Regions from separate parts of the Mus musculus genome. Here region 1 is linked to region 2. Evidence: chromatin contacts called from public promoter capture Hi-C data. All regions are on one chromosome and are shown on one strand. Each heading gives the region's core, a stretch centred on a gene start, on an enhancer-like site or on the middle of the called end of the contact. The rest is flanking DNA. Distances are from core to core; before and after follow the strand shown.

The links. Promoter capture Hi-C pulls out the DNA fragments that hold promoters and counts their contacts.
Region 1: a promoter capture Hi-C map of the HPC-7 cell line shows a contact between it and region 2, with 5 times the contacts expected there. The contact joins the promoter of Gde1 here to the enhancer-like site in region 2. A contact is called at or near these places in 11 of 39 promoter capture datasets (3T3-L1-derived adipocytes, the C10 cell line, the HPC-7 cell line and 7 more), 14 of 484 Hi-C or Micro-C datasets (B cells, CD4 T cells, CD8 T cells and 10 more), 4 of 115 datasets of contacts at active chromatin or transcription factors (bone marrow-derived macrophages, extraembryonic endoderm stem cells, fibro-adipogenic progenitors and 1 more) and 3 of 9 other capture datasets (adipose tissue, liver and macrophages).

The regions. Positions count from the first base shown.
Region 1 is chr7:118,699,999-118,707,690 of GRCm38.p6, forward strand. Gde1 (glycerophosphodiester phosphodiesterase 1) reads right to left here and starts at 5,740. Exons shown (of 6, transcript NM_019580.4): 1 at 5,392-5,740. The coding sequence starts at 5,652.
Region 2 is chr7:118,100,750-118,108,181 of GRCm38.p6, forward strand. Rps15a (ribosomal protein S15A) reads right to left here. Exons shown (of 5, transcript NM_170669.2): 5 at 3,625-7,432. Among named protein-coding and RNA genes, the nearest start is that of Rps15a, 12 kb to the right of the region's middle. Within about 2 kb of position 4,117, at least 106 of the 459 cell types and tissues checked have an H3K27ac peak or open chromatin away from gene starts, as enhancers often do. A contact at or near this core is called in CD8 T cells, the G1E-ER4 cell line, the HPC-7 cell line and 9 more, where this site is marked.

The DNA of each region.
Region 1 (7,692 bases), core at 4,490-6,989, 600 kb after region 2:
TAAGCATTTAAAAGGGCAGCTTCGCCATGGTTATGTTCTCTGTCCCTTTAAGCACAAATTTCAAAGGTAATTTGGATTTTCCAGTCACGTTTAAGAGCAGAGGTTTTTCTACTTTATTTCAATATTCCTCCACCCTCGTGCTATAGTTATACATCTACATATTCTTTCAGTTTCACTCACGTGACCATGAACCCCCTCAATCCTAACCCCATCTCCAGCTATGGCACCTAGGTTGGGTTACTGTGTACTCTAGCCCCAGCTGCTTCATTCAGATGGCATTTCTATGATGCTCCAGAGTTGTGAGGAAGTGGAAATCTTGCCTGTAAGGAGCTTGGTACCACCTCAGAGCTGCCATTTCTCACAAGCTATTGTGACAAGAAGACAAGCTCAATGGTCATCATGCTTATAAAGCTTCCATCCATACTGTGACAATGCCTTATAATATTAAAGACTACAACCTTCTTAAGTTAAAGTTGAAATGTACCACACATCAACATGGGTTGTTTTATAACACAATCACAACTCAGTGTACACACAAATTTCTTTCTCTATAACACAAACAATATCCTTATTACTAGACACGCTAGACATTTAACTGTACTTTTCTTCACTAGGGTTATCTGGTCACTGCACAAATAAATATGGTGAGGCAGTATTTTAAGACCACTAACCTCTACTCCCCCACCCCGCTATCACTGTGCTGGGGACCCAGTTCCACATTATGCACATGCTATCACTGGCTTATTCCCTCCGCCCTTGGCTTTTACAGGCAGGATCTGACCATGTAGTTTGAAATGGTCTTGAACTCACAATCCTCCTGCCTCAGCCTCCTGAGGGCTGCGATTACAGATGCACCACTACACCTATCTATAGTCTTTTGTTTTGTTTTGTTTTGTTTTGTTTTGTTTTTTAAGACAGAGTTTCTCTGTGTAGCCCTGACTGTCCTGGAACTCACTTTGTAGACCAGGCTGGCCTCGAACTCAGAAATCGCCTGCCTCTGCTTCCTGAGTGCTGGGATTAAAGGCGTGCGCCACCACATCCAGAACCTATTGTCTTTTAAACAGTTTATGAAAACCAAACCAAATAAAAAAATAAGCAAACAAAAACAAATCCACAAACCCTACAAAGGTTATTCAGAAAACAGAGTTTCCGAGAACGGATGACCACACACAATTTGCTTTGCCCTTGGCTCTAACTGGAAGATATCCAAGGGAGGTCTCTTCCATGCAGGAGAAACAGCAAACACAAAGCAAAGGCCTCAGTCAGGTAGGAAGGAGACAATGAGGTAAAAAAAATCCATACTGCTACCCAAGCCTACTCCCTCTCTTACAGTTAGTGTAGTCTCATTCTAGCCTCTATGTTCAGCTTCCTCCTGTGCTCACAGTAAGTGCTGCTGATTCTGTGTGTGTGTGTGTGTGTGTGTGTGTGTGTGTGTGTGTGTGTGTTAGGCTGGATGCCGGCATCTAAGAATGTGACGTCTCAGCCGGGCAGTGGTGGCACACGCCTTTAATCCCAGCACTTGGGAGGCAGAGGCAGGCAGATTTCTGAGTTCGAGGCCAGCCTGGTCTACAGAGTGAGTTCCAGGACAGCTGGGACTACACAGAGAAACCCTGTCTTGAAAAACTAAAAGAAAAAAAAAAAAAAACCGAAAACTAAAAACAAAAAAGAATGTGACTTCTCCAGCTGCAATGGCACCTGGCAGGCTTGGTGAGAGCTGGCCAACATGAGGCCAGTGGCGAGCAGACTGACCGGCAGACCCCAACTAATCCGAGAATACCAGAGAACTGCTGCGTTAGCCTTCTGGCGGCCAGGCTTCCACCTGCACTCGGTAGGTAAGAGAGTAAGCCCGCTGCCTGTGAGGGATTTGAGGCTGATGTTCAGGTATGTGAAGCCCCACATGAAGCCCCACGAATCCCAGATGACCACTGGGAGATGGGGACAGAGAGAGCAGGGCCCTGAGGAAGGGGAAGAGAGAAAAAGTCAGGGGCTGGGAGGGCAGGTCACTGGTGGCACTACAAGAAAAAAAAATGCAAAAAGATAGATAGGAAGGCAGAAGAGAGCAAGGGAGCTTGGATTTATTTTTTTCTAATTGCAACCAGAGGGTTTTTGTTTGTTTTGTTTTAAAGAGGGAAGGATACAATATAATTTCCCCAAACAGGGTTTCCCTAAGTAGCCCTGGCTGGGCTGGAACTTGCTATACACAACTAAGCTTGTTTCAAATGCACAGAGGCTACTGCCCGCCTCTGTCTCCTAAGTGCTAGGCTAAAGGCCTGCACCACCACACCCGCCTAGACTCTATTTTTAAGGCCAACCTCAGTCCAGATGGAGTGGACTGTGGGCACAGTTGACATAATTGTATTTCTTTGCCACTATATTTAATAGTGTATCTTTTAAAAAATTTAATTATTTTAATTATAAGTGTGTCCATATGGGGGTATGTGGATGCCAGTGCAGGTCTCCATGGAAGCCAGAGGTGTGGGCTCACCTGGAGCTAGTTATAAGCGGTCCTCTGTAAGAGCGGAACATGGCTCTCTTAATTGCCGAGCCTCCTCTCCGGCCCATTTTTGTGGCATTTCTTTTTGTCTCTGGGGAGGGGGGAGGGGTGTTGTATTGAGACAGGTTCTCTCTGTGTAGCTCTTGCTGTGGTGGAAATTTCTATGTAGACCATGCTGGCCTCAAACTCACAGAGCTATGCCTGCCTCTGCTTCCAGAGCTTGGGGATTAATGGTGTGCACCACCTAGCTTTATTTTTCTTAAATATTCATTTCACATTTAACTACTTTTCGTTGTTAACTAGCATATTTCCTACCAGAAACTTATCAGTCATCAGTCAGAGCAGTTTTGTATCTAGTAGAATGTCTAAGAATACAAATTTTGGGCTGGTGAGATGGCTCAGTGGGTAAGAGCACCCGACTGCTCTTCCGAAGGTCCGGAGTTCAAATCCCAGCAACCACATGGTGGCTCACAACCATCCGTAATGAGATCTGACTCCCTCTTCTGGAGTGTCTGAAGACAGATACAGTGTACTTACATATAAATAAAATCTTTAAAAAAAAAAAAATACAAATTTTGAGCTGCACTGTGTGCATGTGGCAGCTAAGGGTAGTCATAGCTAAAAAGATGATCCTCAATGACCTGCCAGTCCAGCCGGCTGAACCGCCACATTCTCATTTCCTCTTCAGGCGAGGAGACGTCTGGAGCAATGCTGGAGACCTGTAATTTCCCCTACAATGTTCATCGGACAGAGAATTGCGCCCTACTTCCGTGTGACACCACAGGATGACTCGCGTATTTGTTCTCATGTTCTCTTCTCATCTCACATGTGAAGCTTCCTCACTCATTTAATGTGACTGACATCTAGGCAAACCCAGTCTTGGCCAAATTCCACTGTCAACAAACACTCAGGAGCACTCTGTGCTTGGTTAACGCTGAGTACTCTCTAAGGCAACTTACGTGACGTAAGCAGAAACAAAGGCAGTGACTAGCATGTGATTTTCTTCTCCTCCTGACAATGCACATACGTGTGCCCTCCGCTAACTCATAGGCTGTCCTCCTACGGTCTTTCTCTTTCACCTTTATTCCGGAGGACGTCAAGCCATCCTTAGATTCCTGGGAAACAGCCCCCACACGGAGTCTCCCTAGGCTTTAATGTGTACAGATCAGCCTGTCTCCCGTCACCTCCTTCACAGAGGCCACTGTCCTTTTCACTTTACAATTACATGGGGAAACTGAGGTTAGGGCCGAGGCGAGGGTGCCCTACTTGCTCTGATTTTCTTTGTTACAGCTAAAGGACAGAGTGTTGGATAATAAGCAAGCTACTTAAGCTGGACTAAGAAAAGAGCCCACATTCAAATATCCTGGAAAATATCTTAATCTTTGCCAGACAGCATCAAGTCATCCAATCAGGAAGCCTTATGCTGGAAGGTGCTGTGTTGTCTTGGAGTCACAGTTCCCCCCACCTCAAAGAAATGGGAAGAACAGATGTAAAACTGTCTAAAAGGTCAAGCATGATGGTGCATGCCTTTAATCCTCACGCTAGGAAGGCACATAGCCAGTTCCAGGACAGTCAAGGCTACTGAAACTCTGCCTCAAAAAAACCAAAAAACCAAAACAAGCCGGGCATGGTGGCGCACGCCTTTAATACCAGCACTTGGGAGGCAGAGGCAGGCGGATTTCTGAGTTTGAGGCCAGTCTGGTCTACAGAGTGAGTTCCAGGACAGCCAGGGCTATACAGAGAAACCCGGTCTCAAAAACCAAAGGAAAAACAAAACAACAAAACAAAACAAAGCAAAGCAAAACAGACTAAAAGCTGTAGTATTTGCATATGTCCCAGGAATGACCTCCTATACCCCTCAAGTCAACTCTTGGCATTCTTCCATCTAAAACAATCTAGCTATGTAAGCAGTTAAGGTGTGACGTCACTCCACATACTTCTTTCATGCTATTTTTTTGATCTACAATTAAACCCACAGATGCAAGGCCAACACGTATGAAGGCTGACTGTAGTGCACTGAAGTCCATAATCCACTGAAATGCTCTTGCCATACAAGCTGACATTAATCTGAAAACAGAAGGCTTCCAAGGGCAAAGGGCTATTAAAATTCTCCTGGGTGCCTTATGGAAAGGGGAAGCAAATATTGACAGAGGAGTCTGGCTGCCAGGGTTGACGACTATGATGAAGGTGTATTTGGAAAGAGGCCATAAAGATAATATCCAAGTAATACAGAGGACAGAAATACACCCTGTGATAAGGGTGATTAAGAATATCTTGCTAGTTGGTGGTGGTGGGTGTCTTTAGTCCCAGCACTTTAACCCCACCAGGCAGGTGGATCTGAGTTGAGGCCAGTCTGATAAGTTCAAGGAGTGGACTACAGAGAAACCCTGTCTCGAAAAAAAGAGAGAAATCCCATTTACTAACAAGAACCCATTTGACCTAGTTCATATCTTAATTCATCCATACACTAGAGTTTGTTCTGCTCCTCGAAGCCAGCACCACATATAAGCCTGTTGTGTTGTGTTGCTACCTTACCACTCCAACATAAACCTCACCTCAGGCCCTTTGCACTTGCCATCGGCATCCTGGAACACTTCCCACTGATTCCAACCTTGTAATTCTAGTTCACAGTTCACAAATATCTAGTTCATAGAAAACTACTGCTACATAATGCACTGCCCCACCCTAAAGTAGCCTCATATGTTATCTCTCCCAACCCAGATGAAAGCCCTGTCAAAGGAGTCGTGCCTGGCTGCCATCCCAGCGTCTGGCACATACCAAGTCTTACAATTACCCGCGGAATTCTAGAAATAGCTGAAGTGGGGAGGGATGCGGAGCCGGGAGGAGAAGAAGAGATGTCAGCGGCGGAGCAGGCCCGAGGCGTGCGCGGGGCTCACCTGCCGGATGGCCGCCAGCGTGTTCTCGGGCGCGTCGTGGCTGCCGCCGCGATGGGCGATGGCGGACACGCGGTCACGGGGCTTGAGCACCTGCAGGGCCCGGCGGGACGGCACCGGCTCGAAGCTGAAGAACCGCAGCAGGATGTAGAGGCTGCCGGTGAGCACGCAGGCGTTGAAGGGGCTGCGTGTCACCACCAGCAGCAGCACCAGCACGAAGGAGAAGGGGCCCAGGAGGCCGCCCTGGTCCTCCCACAGCCACATGCCGGCGCCTGCACCGGCACGGACCGGAGCCCCGGACCTGCCGGGCGACGCGTAGACGCCGAGGTACTGGCCACAGCCGGAACCCTCCGCTGGGAGCAGCGCTGCACAATGGCGCCGACGGACCCATCTCGAGAAAGAGCCCGCCCTCCAGCCAATCAGAGTCCCGGAGCTTCGGCGTTGGGGGGCCGGAACCGCTGTCATGGCAACAGGAGCAGGCCCTTGCCCCAGGCCTGGGTTCCAAGGGCGCTTCGGGTTATGTAAAGTGAGGACAAGACTTAGACCCTGTCCTTCAGACTTAGTGGAAGGAGGGTGACACGGTCAAAGTTTCTTAGTGACCTTGTATCTGACCTCGAGGAAACTAAAGGCTTTGACTTTAAAAGGAACAGGATGTTTAACCTGCTTATTCAAAATGTGCCAGTAGTGTTTCCAGAGTTCTTCTGGGTCAGAGACAGGGCCTGTAATGAGCCAGGCTTACCCTGGAGCTGTAATAAGTTACGCTCCATGAACCAAACAAAAAAAAAAGTAAAAAGCAGAGAAATGGACACACCGGGAAGAAATCTAGTAAAGCACACCCACAAGTCCGTTTTCAGGGTTCTGACGGGAGGTTTAGGTTTAAATAGAGGGCAAGAGGCATGCTTGGCTAAGAAGCCCCGCCCATCATTGACCACTTAGTTCCAGTCTGTTCAGAAAGGTCCGGGACCTTCAGAACCCTTTGAACTTACAGAAAAGATACATTTTTTTCCAGGCTGGACACAGGCTCTAAGCCCTTTCCTTCTCTCAAAATCAGACTCCTAAGGAAATTCCAATTTCCTGCGGTCCATGCCTCAAAATAATATCAAGAAGGGTGACTTACAAATGTCTCTTTGGAATATCTTCATTCTTGCAAGGGCTGTTTCCACCAGGACACATGTCTGCATTTAGTGAAAGTACCTTCCCCTTGCGGGAAGTAGTATTGAGCACGATAACAAGACAAGGAAAATTAAGGGACCGTGGGAAGGAAAAAGAGCTCTTACTAGAAGTGTGGTTAAAGCCTCTTGACTTTAAGCATCAAGAATTCCTGCATGGGTAGCCCACATTCCTTTTATATGGAGATGCTTCAAGTTAGAATGTTCAAATAGCAACAAATCTAAAGGTCTAATATATGGCTTTTCTCCTTTTCCATCTGCAAGCCTGCAATTTGCTAGGAATCTCGTTGACAGTAAAGATGCGTTCACCTCCTTGTGGGACCTTTGTGAATCATGGTTTTATCTTAAGGATTGTGGCTCTTCTCAGTGTGCCCAGAAAGCCACCTTAAATCTCATTTATTGGGCTGGAGAGCTGACTCAATGATTGGGAGTACTGGCTGCTCTTCCAGAGGAACTGAGTTCAATCCCCAGCCTACATATGGTAACTCATTTAATTCCAGAGGCTCTAACACCCTTCTCTGGCCACTGTGGGCATGGTATATAACATTTTATTAAGAGAGAGAGAGAGAGAGAGAGAGAGAGAGAGAGAGAGAAGAGGACAGGCAAGATGTGGTACCAGCCATATGACGGATATAGTATGGAATAGAGTTTATTTAGGGCATGGGGAGGGGTGTTGAGAGAGTAAAGGCAGAGAAAGCAGAGGGGGAGGGGAGGCTGGCAGGGAACATGGGGAGAGAAGAGAGGGAAATGGGGAAGAGAGAGAGAAGGGCAGGGAGTAAGAGGATAAGAAGATAAGATCGAGGAAGGGACAAACAGTCTCTTTTATAGTGAGTCTGGCATACCTGGCTGTTGCCACGTAACTGTGGGGTGGAGCCTTGAAGGAATGCAAACACTGTACTTGTGAGTTGCATAAACACACATGCATACAAACACACACACACATAAAATAAAAATGTAGGCCAGGCAGTGGTGGCACAGGCCTTTAATCTCAGTGGATTTCTGAGTCTGAGGTCAGCTTGGTGTACAGAGTGAGTTCCAAGACAGCCAGGACTATACAGAGAAACCCTGTCTGGTGGGGTGGGGGGTGGGGAGGAGAAAGAAAAAAATTACCTCATTTATTGAAAGAAAAAGAGGG
Region 2 (7,432 bases), core at 2,867-5,366:
AAATGAGAAACCCAGGTCTGGAACGTAATGATGTCCCTATGTCCCTCTTCCGAACCTTCCAAGAGCCAGCCAAGCTCATACAGGCCCAGGTTGTTTCCTGGTTGTTAGTGCTAATAAAATATTAATTTATTTACCCTGCCACCACATTTTTTAAAATTAAAAAAAAAAAAAAACCTAAAGCTTTTGAGTGCTGTAGGTCACAGCATCCCCCTAAGGAAGCAGAGCCCTAGAGCTAGGAAAGCTAGGAGTTAGCAGAAGTCGGAGTCGTCTTGGTTCTCCCTTAGGAGTGGGAGTGGGGTGGGCAGGAAGAAGCATTTGGGGAAACTTTATTGAGATCACAAGGGGCAAAAATGCCTCCAGACGATTATCTGGTTTATATTAAAAAGTGCAGCAGAAGAGAAAGTAATATTAAAACTGGGAGGCAAAGAATGAACAACACAGACGGATCTAACAGTCATTAGCACCGAGCCAGAGATGAAAGCAGCCCTGACTCCCAGGCACACCTGCAATCCCAGCACTCAGAGACTACAAGCAAGAGAGTGACAAGTTCCAGGCCAGTCTTACCAACAGGGTGAGGCCTTGTCTCAAAAACACAAATGAACCAAAGAAAGCTGTACATTCAATAAAAGCAGTGTTGGAACTGGATATGCTGGCACACACCAATAATGCCAGTTATGGTAATCTAATGGTAGTCTGAAGAAGGAGAATTGCAATTGTTGTACCATATAGCCAGATGCTCCAAAGGACGGGAGGGAAGGAGATGAGCTATGCTCTGTGTCTGGTATGACATGTATTAGTATGTGCTCTCTCTCTCTCTCTCTCTCTCTCTCTCTCTCTCTCTCTCTCTCTCTCTCTCTCTCTCTCTGTGTGTGTGTGTGTGTGTGTGTGTGTGTGTATGTGTGAGAATGGGTGGGTAGGTAGGTGAATGGGTGGGTAGTGAATAGGTAGGTAGATGGATGGGTGAATGGGTTGTTGGGCACAACCTATCCCCCCAGTCCTCAGAACAATCTTGTGGTGGTGGTTTGAATGAGAATGGACCCCAGAGGGTCATATAGTTGAATGTTTAATGTTTGACCCCCAGTTGGAGGAACTGTTTAGGAAAGATTAGTAGGTATAGCCTTGTTGAAGGAGGTATGTCACTAGGATCTGGCTTGGGGTTTTCAAAAGCCCAGTTCGTCCTCACACTCAGTCTCCCCCTCCCTCCCTTCCTCCTGCTCTAGCATCATTCATTCATACCTGCTATCATGTTCCCTGACATGATGTCATGAGCCCACCATCTGAAACTGTAAGCAAGTCACAATTAAGTTCTCTCCGTTTGTTTGTTTGTTTGTTTTTCAAGACAGGGTTTCTATGTATAGCTCTGGCTGTCCTGGAACTCACTTTGTAGACCAGGCTGGCCTCGAACTCAGAAATCCGCCTGCCTCTGCCTCCCAAGTGCTGGGATTAAAGGCGTGTGCTACCACGCCTGGCACAATTAAGTTCTCTTGGTCTTAGAATGTTGTCGCAGCAGTAGAAAAGTAGCTACGACAAACTCTCCTTGACCTGAAGGCCAATGCCAACGATACACATCCTCCCTCCTTCTGAACCTTCTTTCTGTGGCCATGAATAATTTGCCTCATCTCAACAAGGTTTCCAGTCCAGACATAGGTTAATGGCAGCAAACTGTTTCAAGATACTTGTGGTCCTGTGCTGTCACCTAGTGGAAACTCCATGAAACTGCAGAGAGGATGCTTGAAGCACTCATGGGAGCCTGGAGAGAATTTAACAAGACTCATGATGGATTGATAACTGGTTTTAATTTTATTTAACTTTTTATTGATTCTTCATGAATTTCATACATGCAACCCAACCCCACCCATCTCCTTGTTCTCTCGTACTGTCCTTCACCCTTGCAACCTCCCACCAAAAAAAAAAAAAAACCTGGTGTGGAAGCTGCAGTGTGCATGTCCCACAGTACACCCTTTTGTCCATACTCCTTTGCTTGCAAATGTTCATTGCAATGAGTCATTTGTCTAGTTCAAGGCCTCTGGCTTCTGCTACACTATCAATACTGGAAACTTACTAGGACTCCCCTTGGACACCCTACTGTCACCCTGTGTCGTGGAGATCCTGTAGCTTTAGATGTGTAGGACTTGCCCCTTCATGCTCTCCAGCAGTCCACAGATGGAGTTGATATTGGGGTGTGCCAACTCAAAGCCCTGGATCTGGGCCTGGATGGTATCTGAGCTGCTCACCTGCCAGCTCTCCCACACCCACAGCACCAGGGAAAGCTCTCCTGCACTGCAACTGTTAAGGGCAGAGCCAGTTCTCCCACTCTCATGCCCTTGGGCGGCTCTGCCACTTGCTACAGGTGGTAAAGAGTGGGGGAGGGAGCATGTTTCCCCTCACCTATGCCACCACACAACAGATAAGTGGCAGGGCCAGCTCTGCCATGCTCACACCCTTGGGGCCAGTTTACCAACAACTCCCACTACCAGGGCCAGCTCTACTGTGCTTCCTAGGTGAGGTGTAGGACCTGCAGCCGGCTAGGGGTGGATAGGGTGAGCTCTCCTACTCTCCACCTTCATGGCTAGCTCTCCTAGGGCTGGGAGGCAAGGGATGGGGCCAGCTCTGCACAATCCTCATACAATGACAGGGCAGCAGCCCAGACCAGGGACATCTGACTAGCCTTTGGTGGTAACAAAGGACCTAAAGACCAGGACCTCACTACGGCCTTAGGTGGTACTCAAATCAGGCTCCTTGATTCTCTAGTTCTGCCTCTCTTCATTGTGCACATTCTTCTGTTTCTTTCTCTTCCATCTCTCTACCACTTGGTCATCCTAGTGGTGCCCAGTCTCTGGGTGTCTGGGGTCCTCTTAGGAATGGTCTCAGAAGTGCTATACCTTGCCCATGCCATGTGGCACCAGGTGGAAGTTGTCTTGGGCGTGGTTTTGAAATCAGTTTTGAAAGGATGAAAGGATTGGGCTAGTTCAGATATGCAGATCTTGGAGTAAGTGAGCAGTGTACATATCTGGTTATCCATGGAGACAGGAGGGAGCCACCATGAGTCTCCACGTGCGAGTTTGCATCCCCATTCATCACACACCCAGGGCTTCCCCTCTCCTCTCTCCAGACTTCACACTGTGCAACTATAGCCTATGCCAGAAGGTTCAACCATACACAAGGCTTCCCCACACACCCACAGTTAAGACTATTACTTAAGCAAGAAAGACAGCTGTAAGAAGCTAATTAGGAAACCTTCAGAACAAAGAAATTGCTGAAGAAATTGACCTTGGAGAATACTAGGCCAGGACAGCTTAGAAGAGCCCAGGCAGTGACACTCTGAGATTATCAAGGTTTCTAGCAACCTGTCCCAAATGAAAATTGCTGCGTACAAGGGTCAGCCTCCTTCGACTGTGTGCACAGCTGGGAGTGTGTGTGTGCTGAGTGGCTTTAAGCAGCAGTCAGGCAAGGTGACAGACCCAGAGGTGTGACATGGCCAGTGCCCAGCAGTCTTGAAGGAGCAAGAAACCAATGTTTTGTTTGTTGCAAGTCCAGCTGCTCACCACACCATAGTGTGATCAGGTAGAAACCAGGCAAGCTTATTCAAAAGGTCACCAATTCAGAAGCCATTCAGACAAGAGGTTTTAAAAAAAATGCTTTATTTTATTCACACACACATGTTCGCACAAAGAGAGGCCATAAATTCGAGAAATTGAGTAAGAGGAGAGCACATAGGAGAGGTTGAATGAAAAGGACAGGGAGAGAGGCCAACATAATTGTATTTTACTTTCAAAGACTTAAAAAATCAGAAATTTCATTTCATTACTCCATCTCCCCCCACCCCACCCCCAGGCGTGTACAAGCACACTTGAAGGCCAGAGGAGGGTGTCAGACTCCCCGGAGCCCAAGTCATAGGCTAGTGTGAGCAGCCCGACGGAGGTGCTGGGGACCGAACCTGAATCCACTCAGGAGCAGCAAGTGCTCTTAACAACCTAGCCATTGTCCCAGCCCCTAAATTATCTCATTGATAAGACCAAGAACCCAAAAAGGAATTTCAGTAACAACAGTTCAGCCCTGATTCACCAAGAATGATGGTGACTCATCATCTTTGCTATCTATACTTTCTGCTGACTCACAACTCCTGGTCACTCAGGTTTCTGCTGACTCATGATTCCTGTCAGCTGACTCAAGACTTCCATTATAACTTCCCTTCCCCTCATCTCTCTGCTTCAGGCCCCAAATACTTACTGCTTCTCTTTGCCCTCATTCATCATCTACAGAAAAGGATCTCAATTTTCCCAATACCCCTGGTTATTAGATTTCCCACATGGCAGCCTCACTAGCCCCCATCACTCTGAGTACAAAAGCTGAGAAGAGTGAAGAACCCCCCAGGGGCTGTTATTAGGACTGCAGACATACTATAGTCAGGACAGGTCAGTCCGGACTCCACATCTTCTTCCCAGAAGCATTCAGACTCCCTCTCAGGATTAAAAACAAGTAAAATAGTGTTATGCCAAGCACCACTTTCATTTTACAGTTTATCCCAAGCCTGACCACAGTACTAGAACATAGCCTCTTTGTACCCATTTCACAGAAATGAAAACCTATTTAGAAGGGACACTCAAATTCATGCTTCAAGCAACTGGCAGGATACGATAGATCTGAATGCTGAGGCTTCTTCAGTAGGGCTCACCATAGTCATAAATAAAACCATAATCTCAAAACCATTATGTCTTAAGTCAGAGTTTCTATTCCTACACAAAACATGACCACGAAGCAAGTTGGGGAGGAAAGGGTTTATTCAGTTAACACTTCCACACTGCTGTTCATCCCCAAGGAAGTCAGGGCTGGAACTCAAGCAGGTCAGGAAGCAGGAGCTGATGCAGAGGCCATGGAGGAATGTTACTGGCTTGCTTCCCCTGGCTTGTTCAGCTTGCTTACAGAACCCAGAATTACCAGCCCAGAGATGGCACCACCCACAAGGGGCTAGCCCCCATCCCCCCATCACTGAGAAAACTGCTGAATCTCATGGAGGCATTTCCTCAACTGAACTCCAGCTTGTGTCAAGTTGACACAAAACCAGCCAGCACACTTCGTAAATGAAAAACCCATTTAATGTACTGCCATTCTACACAACGTTGCCATTCTATACAACATGTAGGCTCAGCAGGCAAAGGTGCTTGCTGCCAATCCTGACTGGATCCACTGTAAAGAGAACCATTTCTCGACAGCTTGACCTCAATCAAGGCAAAAGCTTACACGTGCATACATTTAGTAGTTTACTAAGTAAACAATTAAGGTCGGTGCTGGCTCACCCCAGCCTTCCTTGATTGTTCTGAGAACGCGTGGTTATCCTATTCAATCTAAAGCAACCCTTATTTTATACTCAAGTGATAATCCCCTGCGGCACCCCACTTGCTGTGCTGTACGAGTGGTGAGAACTATGGTGTTCCTGTGGACATGCCTGCCATGCAATGCAAACACCTCAGGGGGCCAGACTAGGCCACACTGCAAGACCTGCTTTTAAAAGAGGGGAAAATGGTGCTGGAGAAATGGCTCAGAGAAATAGCTGCTCTTCTAGAGGATGTAGGTTTGCTTCCCAGCATCCACTGGGGCTTAAAAACTGTCTATTAACTATAGTTAAAAGGGAATCTAACACCTCTCCTGCTTGGGCACTGCACCCATGTAGTGTACACATGTAGAACTAATTAAGTGGGCCTGGTTTCTCTCTGGTGAGGACTCAAGGTCAAAAGAGGGAGGTGGGAGGGAGAATGGGGTGGATGAAAAAAAGGCCACCCTATGGGTTTGCTATCAGGGATCTCTCAAATGCCGGTCTCTGGGACACTGGAGGCATAAACTGCATAACCCAAGGTAGCTCTTGTTCAAATTAATCAAGGATCTCCAGATAAACCAAAGATGTAGCCAAGAGAGATGCCATCCTTAGGGGTAAGGTAAGAAAGATGCTGAGACAGGCAAGCTTGAAATTTCCACTGAACCTACAATAGTTTTTGGATGGAGGAATGAGTGACAGGTAGGTGGGTTACATAGGGGGATGAACAATGCAGGCATGAGATGGAAATAGGTAGCAGACTTGCCCTCCGGCAGCCTATAGTCTGATAGGCTGACAGTATAGTCTGCTAAATTTAGGACTCTTCCAACAACTTCACATCTACCAAGGAGACAGCAGAATTTGGTAAGTCTATTCATTTTGTGCTGACCATCCAGGCCAGAGCACATTAGGCTCTTGATAGTGTTCTTGTCCCTTCATACTTCTTCACTGACCAAAAGCCCAAGCTAAAGGTATGGCCTGGGTGACTATGCCCCTCTATGAGGAAGGGGACACAATCACTTTCCCTATGGCTAGGTAGGTATTGAGAATTCACCTGTCAGCCAGGCATGAAGGCTCAGGCTCATGCTTTAATCCTAGCAGTTGGGAGGCAGAGGCAAGCAGATCTGAGTAAAGACCATCCTGGGTCTACAGAGCAAGTCCCAAGAAAGCCAAAACTACACAGAAAAACCCCATCTCAAAAAAAATAAAAGATAATCTTTAAAAGACCACTCATCACATGACATAAATCTATAATCCTAGAATTTGGGAGGCTAAGGCAGAAAGATTACAAGTCTGGGACCAACACTTCTTGCATTTGGCTAGCCCAGGAAAAATCCTAACACTGTCTCAGAATAAAAAAATTTTTGAAGGACATGGAAAGGGAAGGGGGCTTAGAATCAATCATGTGTAGAGTACACATGATACTCTAAATTGCAGTGTAACCGACCACTAATCTACAAATGAGCAAGCTTAACTTCCTACACAAGGATAGGAGGGATAGAAGCCGTGGGAGGGACTCTGATATCCACTCGAAGGAAAACCTCACTTGTAAAGATAAGAGGATTATTTGACTATGAAATATGCTTAACAACTGAACAGGAAGCTAATTTTGATCCTCAAAGAGAAAGACAGCACCAATTAATGGGAACTGCCATTTCCCCAGAGCCAATAAGCTAAATAAAACTGAATTTGTTTCCTTACAACATATCAAACACTGACACTGGACTTTCCTAAACAGCCAACTGCCAGACTAGGGGACTTGAGATCCACTTTCCCAGGCTCCTCCTTCCCTTGGGATCACCTCCAGGGAACTCAATAGAGCCACCTGCTTCTTATGGAAGATGGCAACGATGGTTGGGGCAGCTCATCCTGTCAGTCAAGGCAGGAGCAGCACCAAAATGAGGGAGGGTACAGCTTCCCACAAACTTTGTGCCTCACACACAGTAAACACTTTCAGTATTTTTGTCACAGCAACTAGTAAGTAGTAGACACACAGAGACCTTGTAAACTTTCCTGCATGGACAAATCATCAACAGATCTGAGCAAAGTCTGGGGGTAGAGATCCCCCAAGTTCGGCAGGTCGCAGAGCAGAGCTCATCAGCATGGCAGGACACAGCACCA